Regions from separate parts of the Zea mays genome. Here all the other regions are linked to region 3. Evidence: chromatin contacts called from public Hi-C data. All regions are on one chromosome and are shown on one strand. Each heading gives the region's core, a stretch centred on a gene start, on an enhancer-like site or on the middle of the called end of the contact. The rest is flanking DNA. Distances are from core to core; before and after follow the strand shown. Region 1 holds the start of LOC100281714. Region 2 has its middle 72 kb from the start of LOC100281714. Region 3 holds the start of LOC100279221 (Protein phosphatase 2C and cyclic nucleotide-binding/kinase domain-containing protein).

Region 1 (4,595 bases), core at 93-2,592, 230 kb before region 3:
TAGAGGAACAAGCAGCAATTGAACATTTGACAAGCGTCGGCTTGCTTTTGCGATATCCTCCCTCTACTCAGGGATTTGCGCCAATTGCTGCTGTAGCACTATCCCATATCTCCACAGGCAGCTGATCAGCTCTGGCCAATGCCATCCTGCTGCCACCAAATGCCCAGCTCACAATCTTGGGCTTTGTGGATAGTTCACTGCCAACCCAATTCCTCCTCATCACCTTCTTTCCACTGGCTTCTGGTGCCAATCCCACCTGACTCCACACCTCAACGTCCGCGCCTCGTGCCACAAACACCCAACTGCAGTAGCACTCAATTCTACAACCATTCCTCTCTTTCCTTCCAGATGATGCGGCTGCAGCCGCCTTCTATCCATCGCCAATGCACACCCATGGCTCCAATCCAACGCCACCACCGTTACCAAGCCTCCTCAGGTCAGCCATGAACACCTCACTGGATGCTGCACCCACCTTGAACACCGCTGACAGTGCGTCAGACGCGGCAACATCAGCAAAGCAATCCTCCTTCTCCCTGACCTCCCACACTGGCACCGTGGCGCTCGCCCGAACATCCCAAAGACGTATGTCCCCCACCACCCCGGCCGGCCCAGAGTGAGAGCTGGCGGCGAGAAGGAGGCTGTGCCCACCAAGCCACGCGAGCTTGCTCGCTGGGATCGCAGCCTCGATGTTCCGAACACCTCCTTCCGCCCGATTTCCACTACAGGAGTCAGGACGCGGCGAGCAGTAATGGCGGCGAGGAGGGGGCGACAGTGGTAGAGGAGAGGAGGTGCGCGACTGTCTGCGAGATGAGGAGCGACCGACGGCGGGTGAGGAGCCGCCGCGCGAGAGCCGCGCGACCGACGGAGAGCCTGCGGGCGCGGGCATATCTAGGGTTTTTCCTAGATGGGCCGTTTACAATTGAATTGATAGATGGGCCTCATATCAGCCAGCCAAATAAATTTCATGTTCTCTACCGCGGCACAAATAAATGGTACCATATCGGCTAGCAAAAGAGTGCGGCAGCAACTTATAAACGTGGCTGCTACAGAGAAAGCAATTAGCTCTTGTAATCAGTTAGTGGTATATTGTAAACATGTATTGAACTTTTGTGCGCACGGATGGACGATCCAGATTGAACAACAGCCATGCGGGCTACCCTTAGAGCCTTAATAAGTAGTAGAGATAATACTTTGTCCTTATATATATTTTATTTAAATCCATTTGCCTGAAGTTTGCTGTTGGAAGCAAAGCTGCTTGAGTCTCCGACATTACTTTTTTTTTCTCACCGTCGCGTCTTGCGCTGCAAAATCTAATCCGTTTCCGACCTTCTAGAAGCCTTCAACCCGCCACTTTGCCCACTCTCCTCTTCCTTCTTTGCTACCCATTTCGTCGCAGTAGTCGGCAGTCGAAACCCTAGTCCCCTCGCTTTCCTTCCACTCGCCGTCGCGGCGCCGATAGAGCCAGAGCTGAAAGGCGTAGGAAAAGCTGGTGGAGGAGGGGATGGACCGGATCGTAGGCAGCAAGTACAAGCTGGGTCGCAAGATCGGAAGCGGTTCCTTCGGGGAGATCTACCTCGGTTCGACCTCGATCACGACAGCTGTTGTTCACTTTGCTTGGTGTTTGGATCTGACGAGGTTTTGGTGCTGTGCTTGTTGTTGTCCCCTCCCTCTCTATGCAGCGACGCACGTCGACACCTACGAGATCGTCGCCGTCAAGATTGTGAGCCCCCGTTCCCTCAGCCGTCCCTCGTTTTTGTTTGATTTTGTTGGAATTCGTCTATGGTTTCGCGGCTTCTTGCTATGCTTATTGCGGCGCGCAGTAGGGTTATGAGGTGGAGCTTAAAATTGTGTAATGTTGATTCAGCGTCCTGGACCCCTCAGGTTTTTGTGCTCTAGGTTACTTGCAACCTCTTTGTAAAAAAAATGAAAACGAAACCATCTCTGTAAAATGACATCTGTTAGGACATGATAAGTAGTCATTTGATGAAGTTACAAATGAATGGAGTTATTATATGACAACACATTGCAAATTAATATATGCTGTAGATGTGTATTTGCCATGTTTATTTTTGGAACTTATGTTTATTATTATGTACAGGAAAGCAGCAAAACCAATCATCCACAGTTGCTATATGAGGCCAAACTGTACAATGCTCTTCAAGGAGGGAGTATGCGTTTGAGTACATACAAATCTTACTTTGCTGATTGTTATACCATTATCTGTGTTGAATTGTTGCTATTTTGAATCCATGTAGCTGGTATCGCAAACATAAAATGGTGCGGCATTGACGGCGATGAAAACATTCTTGTTATTGATTTACTCGGACCAAGCCTTGAAGATCTGTTTGTTTATTGTGGCCGGAGATTCTCACTGAAGACGGTCTTGATGCTAGCGGACCAGATGGTAATAATTCTTCTCCAACCTCCCTAGGTTTTATTTACTATTGTGATGAATTTGTGAAAGGTGCCAATCACTTATGTTTATTTCTCAGTGATGCTTGTGTAGCACTCTTACAGTGCATCCCACGATTGCTACATATGCCATTAGCACTTGTTTGTGATCGACTGGATTATGCCATATGTAAGGAACACTCAAATTCAAGTGAATTACACTCAAATTTAAGTGGATCACACACAAATAGCTGACAGTGGAACACACAATCTCAAGTGATTTACACAGTAGCTACATTGAGATGGCACATGAGCAGAACAGCAAAATAGTCCTGCCTTTCTGTTCCTTATTTAACCTTAAAAAATCACCTCTTTTTTACCCATGCTGTAGTTGGTTGAAACTGGTTTTCATTTACTATTACAGATAACAAGAATAGAATTTATGCATTCTAAAGGCTATCTGCACAGAGACATCAAGCCTGATAACTTCCTCATGGGCCTTGGTCGAAAAGCTAACCAGGTTTGTATGTGGGCGCTTTCTGTTTTAGCTTGCAGATTGTTATACAACTGGAAGCATACCCGTGCATTGCTGCGGGGACCACAAATAATTTGGAATGAAATTAGACGACTAATATTTACTTGCATGAAGGTATAAACTATTATAAAGGAATTTTTAGTTGATGTGTGGTATGCTGACATGGACAAATAAATGCTTGTTAGTGGATGTGGCTTGCTATTCGTCATCATCACCCACCCTGAAATGGCTTAACAAAAATTACGAATGGTGGGTGACCATCACCTAGGGTTGAGGATCCATTATCGACGGCTAACATCAAATCCTATCAATCGGAGGGCGGAGGAGAAGGCTGGTTGGCGTGACCTGTGGTGGAGCGGCGGTCTGGAGGCGCGACCAATGGGGCGGCGGTGGTCCGATGGCGGATAAAAAGCTTGTGTCACACACGTTGGATCTGGCTGTCTCACTGCGCAGGAAAGGGGAAAAAAAGCGCGATAGACTTGTCTACCCCGCTGCGCGGAGAAGAGAAAAAAAATGAACATGCGGATGTGAAGAAATTGACGCCAACTGTGTTTAGGGAGTGATTATCGAGTTGCCAAACTTGGGGAGTAAATGGGGTTGGATAGCAAGTAATGAAATTTAGCAAATCTATTTGGAGAATTATTGGTGAAGCATTTTTCTGTTCACTTCTTAAATTTAAGGTTTAGGGAGTTGTTTAGAGAACTATTAGAGTTGCTCTTATAATGCAATTGTTTCCGTATTCCTTATTTATCCACTGGAACAATCTGGTTGGTTCTTTGCGCCGAGTTTTGGCGCAGCACCTATATTTCAGTTCATCCTTGTCTTCCAAGGGTTTCATAATTGGACGTTGAACCCATTCATATGATGGGAGTTGCCGGTGTATTTGGCGTAGCTCTGCTATGTGCTATCCTTGGGGCTATTATAGAAAACACTCTATTTGAAGATGGCGATGGTGCAAATACCATCCGAACTTTTAACCCAACTCAAGTTAAAGAAACTGATTCAATGGTCACTGCTAACCGCTTTTAACCCAACTCAAGCTGAAGAGGCTTGCTTTTCTTTTGATTCATCGGCTCTATCTAATAAAATATCTCATTTTCATGGTCTCGAATGGAAACCTTACCCAACACACGAACTACTCTAAAATGGACACGTGCGCACAAAACTGTTTAGTTAAGGCTTGCCTGGGATGTACCGAAAGATAGAGATGCTATATCGAAATAGTCAGACTACCGAGGAAAGGACCTATGTGAATGAGGTGAATGGACTCATTTAGAGGACTTAACCAAACTTCATCTTTGGTCAAAATGACAGACTACAGACCCGACTCAGTGCGGGAGCCGCTTGCACCCGCTAGAGACTTTAAAGAAAAGTTGGATTAGACCAAATATGGGGAGAAGTCTCCATTTCTCCTCACGTCTCGTCTGTTGGAAGAACACACAGTCCAAGAGAAACTTGCTAAACCGGAAGAGCTTTGTCCGCTATCGAGACCGTTTTCTTTCCTCATGCTCCAGGTGAGATAGCTGATACGCCCAACATCGGCTTAAAAAAGATGTCGCCTGGGATCGGTTCAAGCTGCACTCTTGCTTTGCCTCAGTCTAGCTACGTTTCGGAAAATGTTAAATTGAGATGAAAGAGAGAAACTTTTGGTCAAGTCTTGGAAGGTACT
Region 2 (4,359 bases), core at 1,838-4,337, 160 kb before region 3:
AAAAAATAAATTTAAAATTAAATTGGATCTTTCCCAATAAAAATAAATTTAAAATTACAGTGGGCATATGCCTACATACCCAATATTAAACTGTAGATACTGCACTTTATCTTAGCAAAAAGGCCGAGAAAGGTATGAGTTGAAAGGGATACCTGCCCCTTTTTTATAGCTCGCTTGATCACCTATTCTCGTTTAGCTAGCGAGTTGGTAGTATCTGAGAGCGCTACATGTGTGTGGCTTCATATCATGTTGGGCTTGGATATTTTCTCACAACCCATCTGGGGTGGTAACGCCCTGGTATATCAGGGGGATGTGAGAGAGAAATATATCTACTATATATGCTTTGCGTGTGACGCACGACGCACGAAACTCGTTCTTCAAAGGAGTATTCCTACCCCTCGTTTGTTCTTGCCATGCTGCCTACAGAGTTGCAAGGTGACAGAGAGTCGACTGTTTAACCACGCATCATCGACGATGACACCTCCTCCTCTTCCTCAGTTATTCTTACCCTGCTGCTTGTAGAGGTGCATTACATCGGAGGTCGGCTGTTCAGTTAGCCATTGTCGGCAGCATGTCTCCTCATGTGCCTCGGTTGTTCTTGTCTCGCTGCCTGTACATGCGCATGGCCTCCTCCTCTATCTCGACCGTTCTTGTCCCTCTAATTCCAGATGCTTGCCAACAGGGGGAAGGTAAAGGCGATGCCGCGGGTGGGGCGTGGTGGGGTGGCTAGCGAGTTGAAGGCTAGTATGATGGTCTTATGTACTCAGCGGAAGAATCTGGGTGAGAGAGACAGAGACGAGGAACAATTGAAAAGTTGGGAGTTAGGGTCTGTTTGGTTGGGCTGTGGCTGTGAAAAAAGTTGTTGTGGGATGTGAGCTGTAGAAAAAGCTGCTGTAGGCTGTAAGCTGTTAAAAAGCTAAAAATCGTTTGGTGGAAACCACTAAAAGTCGTTAAAAATTCTTCGATATATGTTTTCATAGTTTCATCCGAAAAGCCACTAAAAGCAGGTCCAGGGGTGCTTTCAGATTTGCACTACGAGAAAGTCGGCTTTTAGAAAAAGCTGCTTCCTGGATCCAGTCCTTTGGTTGGCTTTTGGCTTTTAAGGAGGCAAAAGCCAAAGCCAAAAGTCAAACCAAACACACCCTTAATATAAGCACTCGTGGTGGTTGCATGGTTGGTTGCGCATGTAAGAGGTAAGACTTATCTTATCTGTTTGTTAGACGAGACATAGGGGAGAAAATAGATATACGTGCTTCGCTCGAGCTCATGGTGGTTGGTTGGTTGCACATGCAAGGAATAAGACTTATCTTATATGGTTGTTAGGCGAGACATGGGGGATAGAACTATGCGCTTCGCACGGTTGCGGTGGTTGCATGGTTGCACATCTAAGGGATAAGGCTTATTTGGTTGGTAGGCAAGACGTGGTGAGAGAAAAATAGATCTACACACTTTCGTGCATGATACACGACGCGCGGAGAGTCACGACAGTGGTTGTTAGACAAGACATGGGGGAGAAAAATAGACATGAGAGAAAACAAATCTACCCGCTTCGTACGCGCGCTCGTGGTGGTTGCATGGTTGGTTGCACATCTAAGAGATAAGATTTTTGTTATTAGGTTGTTAGGCAAGACGTGGGGAGGAAAAATAGATTTATGCGCATTTGCACATGAAGCGTGATGATAGAAATGTGGGTTAAATTCGAAGAAATGTAAGTGTTTTTATAAGAGCGACAACGCCGAACGACCGTCGAAACTGATACTTCATACGAGTAGAGGTTATAAAATATAATACAATTTAACATCATTGATACTAATTCATAAATGTTGGGGGCCTTCCTCTTTCGAATGTCCTCAAAAACATGACTAATGTAACACCTCAGGTGTTATCTTCCGTTAAACAGCGATTATGGATTTAAGCGTGGGATGTCAGTAAATAAAGTGGACACTAAATTTTAATCATCCCGCAAAAGTTTGAATTTGGTGTCATACTTATTTCGATAATCTACGCAATTAAAAAGGGGTCATGAAGCTTTTGGATTATTGAATCTTCGGTTGCTGGCGAATTTTGAACTGTTTGGATCACGCGCGTAAGTGAATAAGAAAACTAGAAGACTTCTGATTTTATGAACAATTTGGAGCCCGCGTTGTCCGAACAGAACGCTGTGCGAGCTGATTAAGTGAATCGTTCCCCTCAGCATGTGATCGTTGGCATCAGATCAAATGATCGATCACTGGTGAGGATCGTAAAACTTAGACGGAACTAAATAACAGTCTCTCTGTCTTAATCTGTTTTGTTTGTCGCGAGTTCGACCATCGTTTTTATTTATCCGGGCTCTTCCTAAATTTTTGTGATGTTCGGAACATAGTTGTTCTGAAAATCGGTGCATCCGGTGATTATTTAAAATTCATCGCTCGCGCGAATACGAATTCGAAAGCCTGACCCACTCGGATGATTTTATCCCGAACAAATTAATCAGAACCCGACGACTATGGTTTTCGATGCGAATAATTCTGTTCCCTCTCGTGAACCGAGAAATCACGCATTGTCCGAGAAAAATCGTGTGCGAGGTTATGGATCCATTTATACTTCAGCACACTCTGTAAGATAATAAAATCAACTGTGTTTAGATAACGGATGAATTTTTATCCGATTTCGACTAAACCAGTGTTGTCTTAAATATTGTCTAAATATTGTAGCCTGATCTAATTTGGCTCTTCAAAATCTTAATTTTGGAACCTTGATACTTTGGCAGGCGTTTTTGCGCGAGAGAGAAAATAACAAAAATGAAAATGAAAATATCCTCTCTCTCTCCCGCTATTCTCTCTCTTTTCTGATTTTTTCCAGCCGTCCCTATCCGAGAGATTTTGATATTTGCTATCAGCAACAAACAGGTTTGTAAAATTGCCATCAGACCCACATTTCATAAACCCAGCTGGACCCACAATTCATAGACACAGTGGTAATTATAACAAGAAGACAACGTTGTGAGTGGCAAAAATCCAATTATCTCTCCCTATCCCCTGCCGGCTGGAGATTTTTCTCCGCTCTCCCTCAAGCCTATCCCTGCGCCGCTCAAGACTGGAGGAGAAATCCCACCGCCCAGCCGTGGTTATCTCCAGCCGCCGCAGAGAAAAATCTGCTGCCGTCGCCCAGGTCTTCATCTCCCATCGCCACGCGCCCCTGTTTTTCCTTGGCCGGAGCTCCGTCTCCACGCCATCTCCCATGGCCGCTGCACGCTAGCCCAGCTCCTTCTTCTCCCCAGCCGAACGGCTCTTCCCCACGGCGCTCCCTCCCTGCTCGGATTTTGCCAGGTCCGCGCAGCTCCCATGGAGCCCGACTGGATGTTAGGGACTGTCGGCCCAAACAGCCCATGCCAGCCCAGGTAGCTAAAGGAAAATATTATAAGGGCGCAATGAAGGTGACGAGGAGGTTTATGAAAGAATTATTCAGAACACCAACTCTGAATTCTATATTTGTTCTTCAGTTAATCTAGTAGAAGAGGCTAACAATTGGTATCAGAGGTGTTCGATCCTCAGCTTCAAATTTGTCAACACCATGACTCTCGACGTCAAGCTCATCCTCGATGAGTTCAACCGGAGGTTCGACGAGTGGGAGACTCGCTGGGACCGGCGCTTCTCGCCTCCGCCGGTGATGGAGCTGCAGGATGACCCATCATCGGTCGTGCTAGCACGCGCAAACTCCGGAGCCGCGGACGACTCCGTCAATGCGATCATCACCTCCACCGATTCCGACGTGTTGTTCGACGCTGTCATCACTGACAACTGGGGTGGGTGCTTCGACGACGACGAGCAGTACTGCGCGGCGCCATTCGTCATCGCCGATAACTGGGGCGGATTCTTCGGTGGCGAGGACCTCGATTCGCCAGAGGGCCCCACGAGATTCGTGACCGCCGAACTCGATGGCTACGATGAGATCGAGTTGGATGCCACCACCATCCTCGACGTGCTGCCCGACGCGCACACAGTGGGCAAGGCGCGATGCGCCTCCTACGCCGACCACCTCTACGCCTCCGCCTCCTGCACCACACCCGACCAGGCGCTCAACGGCCACTACGCCGATAAGCTGCTGATGCTCTGCTCCAGCAACATCACCAGCACCATGCCCACAAGGTGTTCGACGCTCGTTCCAACTCCGACACCTATGCCCGAAATCGTTGACGGCGCACACCCACAGCGCCAGGCCCCTCCTAGCGTCAGTGCAGCGGCTCGCAAGACCCCCGACGATCTCGAGCTCGGCCTCCCCGACTACTACGGCGCCGGGCGCCAGCACCCGCTCACCAGCCGCGTCGTCACTCTCTCGTACCGTGTGCCTGAGCTGCTGCTGAGTTACAATAGCCTA
Region 3 (4,482 bases), core at 1,451-3,950:
ATTCGCAACTTACATTTTCTCTTAAATAATAGCCTAAAGTTTGCATAACAGTTGGATTGGTTCAGAGTGGTTCAACTTGCCCACGTAGCAGTTGAACCGGCCTGCCTAGTTGAACTGTGAATTTAACAATCTTTCGAAGTTTGTGTTGAAAATTTTCAGATTAGCCTATTCACCCCCCTCTAGGCTACTTTCAAACCCTTTACCGCATACTTCATATCACCGTCGCCCTTCGGCTCCGGCATCGACCACTCAACCTCTATGGCCAAACATTCTATGCCAAGTGTTCTTGAACTAGATCTCTGGTTCCTATATAACTGCACATGATATTGAAAGCAACCATGGTAGATTGTGGTTCATCTTTCATGCAGCACATCGACTTTTTAATGCTGAAGGATGGCTTCACTGACCTTTGGAAAATATCCTGAATATACTCCCTCTTCTCTAGGTCATTTTTCACATAAAACCATTCTTTTGTCCAGGAGTTCGACCATTTGCTTCGGTACACCGTACACCAAGACGGGGAACTGAGCGCCTTTTCGGTATTAAAAGTTGTAGTAATCGAAATTGTTATGAAGTCTCTCTTTTCCTATAACTTTAGTATAATAGTGCAATTCATGCAATCGACAGAAGCATTCCGCATTCGGTTCAGCACCCTAGCTTCGAACCGCCCAAATAAACACCCCTAGTCTCATTATGGCGCTAGGGGTCAATTGATGAAGGTATATCTCGTACTTCTTCAATACTTCGACCACCATCTTGTGTAATGGAAACCGAAACTAGCCTTGAAAAATCTTCAAAAGACTACAACTTCATTCTTTTGTGGTAGAGGCACAATATCCTCTTGGCTAAGTCTAATTATGTCAGTATCTTCAATGTAATTTAGCATCTTCATCACTTCAACATACCCTATCTTTAATGCAGATTTCCCAAAGTTTGCATGACTCGGCTTCATCGGGTGAATGTCGCTATCATCCTCCTCAAATTTGAGCTCTCCGTCACTCTCTTCCCAACACATCTTCAATATTTCCTTCAGTAGCCCGAGTTACCAAGTCTACAACACCTATTAGAACGATGTTTATTTCTTCCTTCTTCTCGGCGACATCCGAGGATGCCAAGGCGCCTAGTTCGAAGATCACCTTACTCTCCGCCATTGGCGAAAGCACGAAGATCTCAAAAAGGAAAAAGAGTTGATGAGCTTTGAAGTCAAAGAAAATGTGGACAGCAAGATGACAAGAGCACCAAAAGCCACTTTTATCTACCAAGAACATGCCCTGCTATATAGGTAAAAGGCATAGGATCCAAGGAGCCATACAATGGTCACTCGCTGCAAGTGGACCGCCCAGATCGTCCTCCACCTCTTGACTGGGAAAGCATATTCCGGAGGGTACTTTTTCAATAATGTGTTTTGGGAAGGTGTTTTTGGTACCTTCGACATAAGGTCTCCCTTCATGTATTCTGCGGTCTTAGCACATTATAGAAAACGAACTAATACCGCGAGGGGCTACTGTTGGGGGTCTGCTTGTGCTAAAGGCCTTTAAAATAATAAAATCGTATCCATCTTTCAGTTTGTTTCAGGAGTAATAAATTGACCTTCATCCTAAAAGCATCCATAGGGTACAAGTATAAGGTGGCAGCCTCGGCGTCATAACTTGGACGAAGCGTGATGAAGCTCGAAAGCCGAAGCACACATCCCAGAGGACAAAGGGCAGCTCAAGCGGCGTGCGCAACACATTTCCATGAGGAAAAGACAACACCTCATCAGTCTTTGTAGATCATATGTATAGGATTTAGGGATATAAATATAATTTTATATAAAGTTGTATGTCGCGCTGTCCCTATAACTAGCAGTATAGTGCCCATATGGGGCTACACTCCGGCAATCGACTGGAGTATTGTTGAATTGCTCTGCATCCTCTTGAGTCCAAGACATTCTTGTATCACCTCCAAGCATTCGAAGGTATCCTTGTGAACTCGTGTGAATAATGTTTCTATGTCCTTCCACAAAACACTTTTATTTGTCTTAACCTTCTCCATATGGCTTACTTATGTTATTTTTAAGTAGATCAAAAGGTGAATGGACCATATTACTTTAATTAGGGTTCTTTTTAGGAATCTTTATAGGTGATCAATATGGATTTTTTAGAGTTATCAAAAGAGAAGGACCTCAATGATTAATTGTCATGCTCCTCAAAACCTTAACATGTATGGCCTATGGATGGACCTGCAGCATGCAAGATAAAGAGGGTGCTTGTTTTTGCTTAAAATCGAATCCTGGCCGTCAGAATCAGATTTTAGCAGCTAAATGTTTCGGTTCTCAGTCGACCTTCGTGACTTTGGCGAAAATCGTCCAAATCATGATGAGAGAAATACGTCACCTCCTAGATCTTAAACCCTATAAACCCCTCATCTTCTCTTGCACATAAGTGCCCACGATATTCAAATTCTCCCCGGAGACAAATTTTCCAAGAATTCAGATTCTCTGAACCAAATGGACCCAAAATGCTAAGGATCAACGTTCACGAGAAAAAAAACAGGTCCGATCACAGGACAAGAGAGCAGTGGCGTGGGATTGGCAATTGGCATCAGTAGTGTCATGACGTTTGCGTCTTTGCTTCGCTCGCTTTCCTCTGTAGCTGTATTAATGCTCATCACCGATTCCGACTTGCCCTCACCTTGTAGCCTAAACTTGCGGCTACTCTGCTGCCACCACCCACCTCCTCTCTCTTCACCTCCCATTCTCTCTCTCCGCCCCCTGCTTGCCTGCTCTACCCACCTCATAAACTTCCCCACTCCTTCCTCCATTTCCATCCATTCTTCTCCCCAGGCTGCCGCCGCTGGCAGCCGCATATGCTGCTGCTGGTGCTCTGCTACTCCTTCGTCAATCTCTGCTGCCGTAAGTTACATATATGGCTGACACTCTCTCCTATTTTTTCTCATTCTTATTCGTATTTTATTATGCGATTCTTGAAAGTACAGAACTGTCAGGACTACAGAAATTAGGATGTTCCATGTCGTTTTTTTTGGGTTTTTCATGCCGTTGAACATTTACCTCCTGCTCCTGTTTTGGTAGTGTTTGTTCGACATTTCTGGTTTGTACACGCAGCTGTGCGAAGATCTTACACAACGGCGACTGTAATCTTTTTCCTCAGGGAACTCCGTAGTGCCTACAGTGGCCTTTTTCGTTTGTCCAAATCTTGGTAGAATTATAAGCAAAAAAAAAAAAGTTTTTTCCCTGTTGTATGTGTAGTTTATCCCTTCCCCCCACGGTTGTAGGTCAGTAGGTGTAGCAATGATCATCCTTTTGCTTTTGCGTAGCTTTCATGTCATGACTGGGTACACCATTTTCTTGGAGTTCATATAGTTCAGAACTTCGCGAATTGTGCTTATTAAGACGTCGGCTAAGTACGTTTCATATGCTCTACACTTTCCCGTCTCAATAATTGCCCCCCCCCCCCCCCCCCCCCCCCCCGGCATATGTATGTTAATTTTATTTCTGACGGACTTTGCACTGTCATTGTTGACTAGCTAGGCATTTTGTTTTATTTTAGGTTTGGCATTAGACGGATTCCAGTCAACTCCATCCATTTTGATGGTTAAACTATCAAAGATACTGCCGGTGCTGTGAATGGCTGCTCAAGTTCCTCAGATTCTTTAAATTCTGAGTTCATCCTCAATTCGGGGCTCTTGGTTTAAGCCGTTGGACGATTCATTGTACCGCGGAGGATTTTTTATGGCTCATGTTGCCTCGTGACATTGTGGTCTGACCAAAAGCTGCTTTTACATCTCCTTCATGGGCTGTTCAGCTTCCAAGTGTTGTTCACAATTGAAGTGCTCTTTGTGCTCAAATGGGTGCCTGGGGCAGGCACCTGACTCCCCGAGGGAATCCAGGGGAAAGTCAAGTCGGGGGAGAGGGAGGGTAGATTCTAGTGGTTCAGATGATTCTTCTGGTGATGATCTCGGGGAAGATGACGATGCTTTTAACCATATGAATGCTACAAGGGAATCAACTGCTGGCATCAGCCGACTGTCAAGGGTGTCGTCACAGTTTCTTCCTCCCGATGCTTCACGCAAGGTTCAGGTCCCTTTGGGTAACTATGACCTGAGATACTCCTTCCTGTCTCAAAGAGGTTACTACCCAGAATCACTGGACAAGGCAAATCAAGATAGCTACTGCGTACATACCCCATTTGGACCTAGTCCTGATGACCACTTATTCGGTGTGTTTGATGGCCATGGGGAATATGGAGCTCAATGCTCGCAATTTGTGAAGCGAAGATTATGCGAGAACCTGCTCAGAGATAACAGGTTTCGTACCGATGCTGTGCTGGCTCTTCATTCTGCTTTTGTGGCAACGAACACACAGCTGCATGCCGACAACTTGGATGACTCCATGAGTGGTACTACTGCAGTCACTATCTTGGTCAGGGGTAAAACTATTTACGTTGCAAATACCGGTGATTCGCGTGCTGTTATCGCCGAAAA

Evidence for each region. Hi-C and Micro-C count contacts between places; a contact is called where the count stands out from the background.
Region 1: a Hi-C map of leaf shows a contact between it and region 3, with 6 times the contacts expected there. The contact joins the promoter of LOC100281714 here to the promoter of LOC100279221 in region 3. A contact is called at or near these places in 3 of 25 Hi-C or Micro-C datasets (all in leaf).
Region 2: a Hi-C map of leaf shows a contact between it and region 3, with 3 times the contacts expected there. The contact joins the enhancer-like site here to the promoter of LOC100279221 in region 3. A contact is called at or near these places in 2 of 25 Hi-C or Micro-C datasets (ear and leaf).

What each region holds. Positions count from the first base shown.
Region 1 is chr4:228,760,691-228,765,285 of Zm-B73-REFERENCE-NAM-5.0, reverse strand. It overlaps LOC100281714, which reads left to right and starts at 1,342. Exons shown (of 15, transcript NM_001154634.2): 1 at 1,342-1,577; 2 at 1,680-1,720; 3 at 2,099-2,168; 4 at 2,256-2,404; 5 at 2,816-2,911. The coding sequence starts at 1,502.
Region 2 is chr4:228,689,944-228,694,302 of Zm-B73-REFERENCE-NAM-5.0, reverse strand. It overlaps the pseudogene LOC111591467. Among protein-coding and RNA genes, the nearest start is that of LOC100281714, 72 kb to the left of the region's middle. Within about 2 kb of position 3,087, at least 8 of the 20 cell types and tissues checked have an H3K27ac peak or open chromatin away from gene starts, as enhancers often do. A contact at or near this core is called in ear and leaf, where this site is marked.
Region 3 is chr4:228,532,325-228,536,806 of Zm-B73-REFERENCE-NAM-5.0, reverse strand. LOC100279221 (Protein phosphatase 2C and cyclic nucleotide-binding/kinase domain-containing protein) reads left to right here and starts at 2,700. Exons shown (of 15, transcript NM_001320440.1): 1 at 2,700-2,893; 2 at 3,549-4,482. The coding sequence starts at 3,791.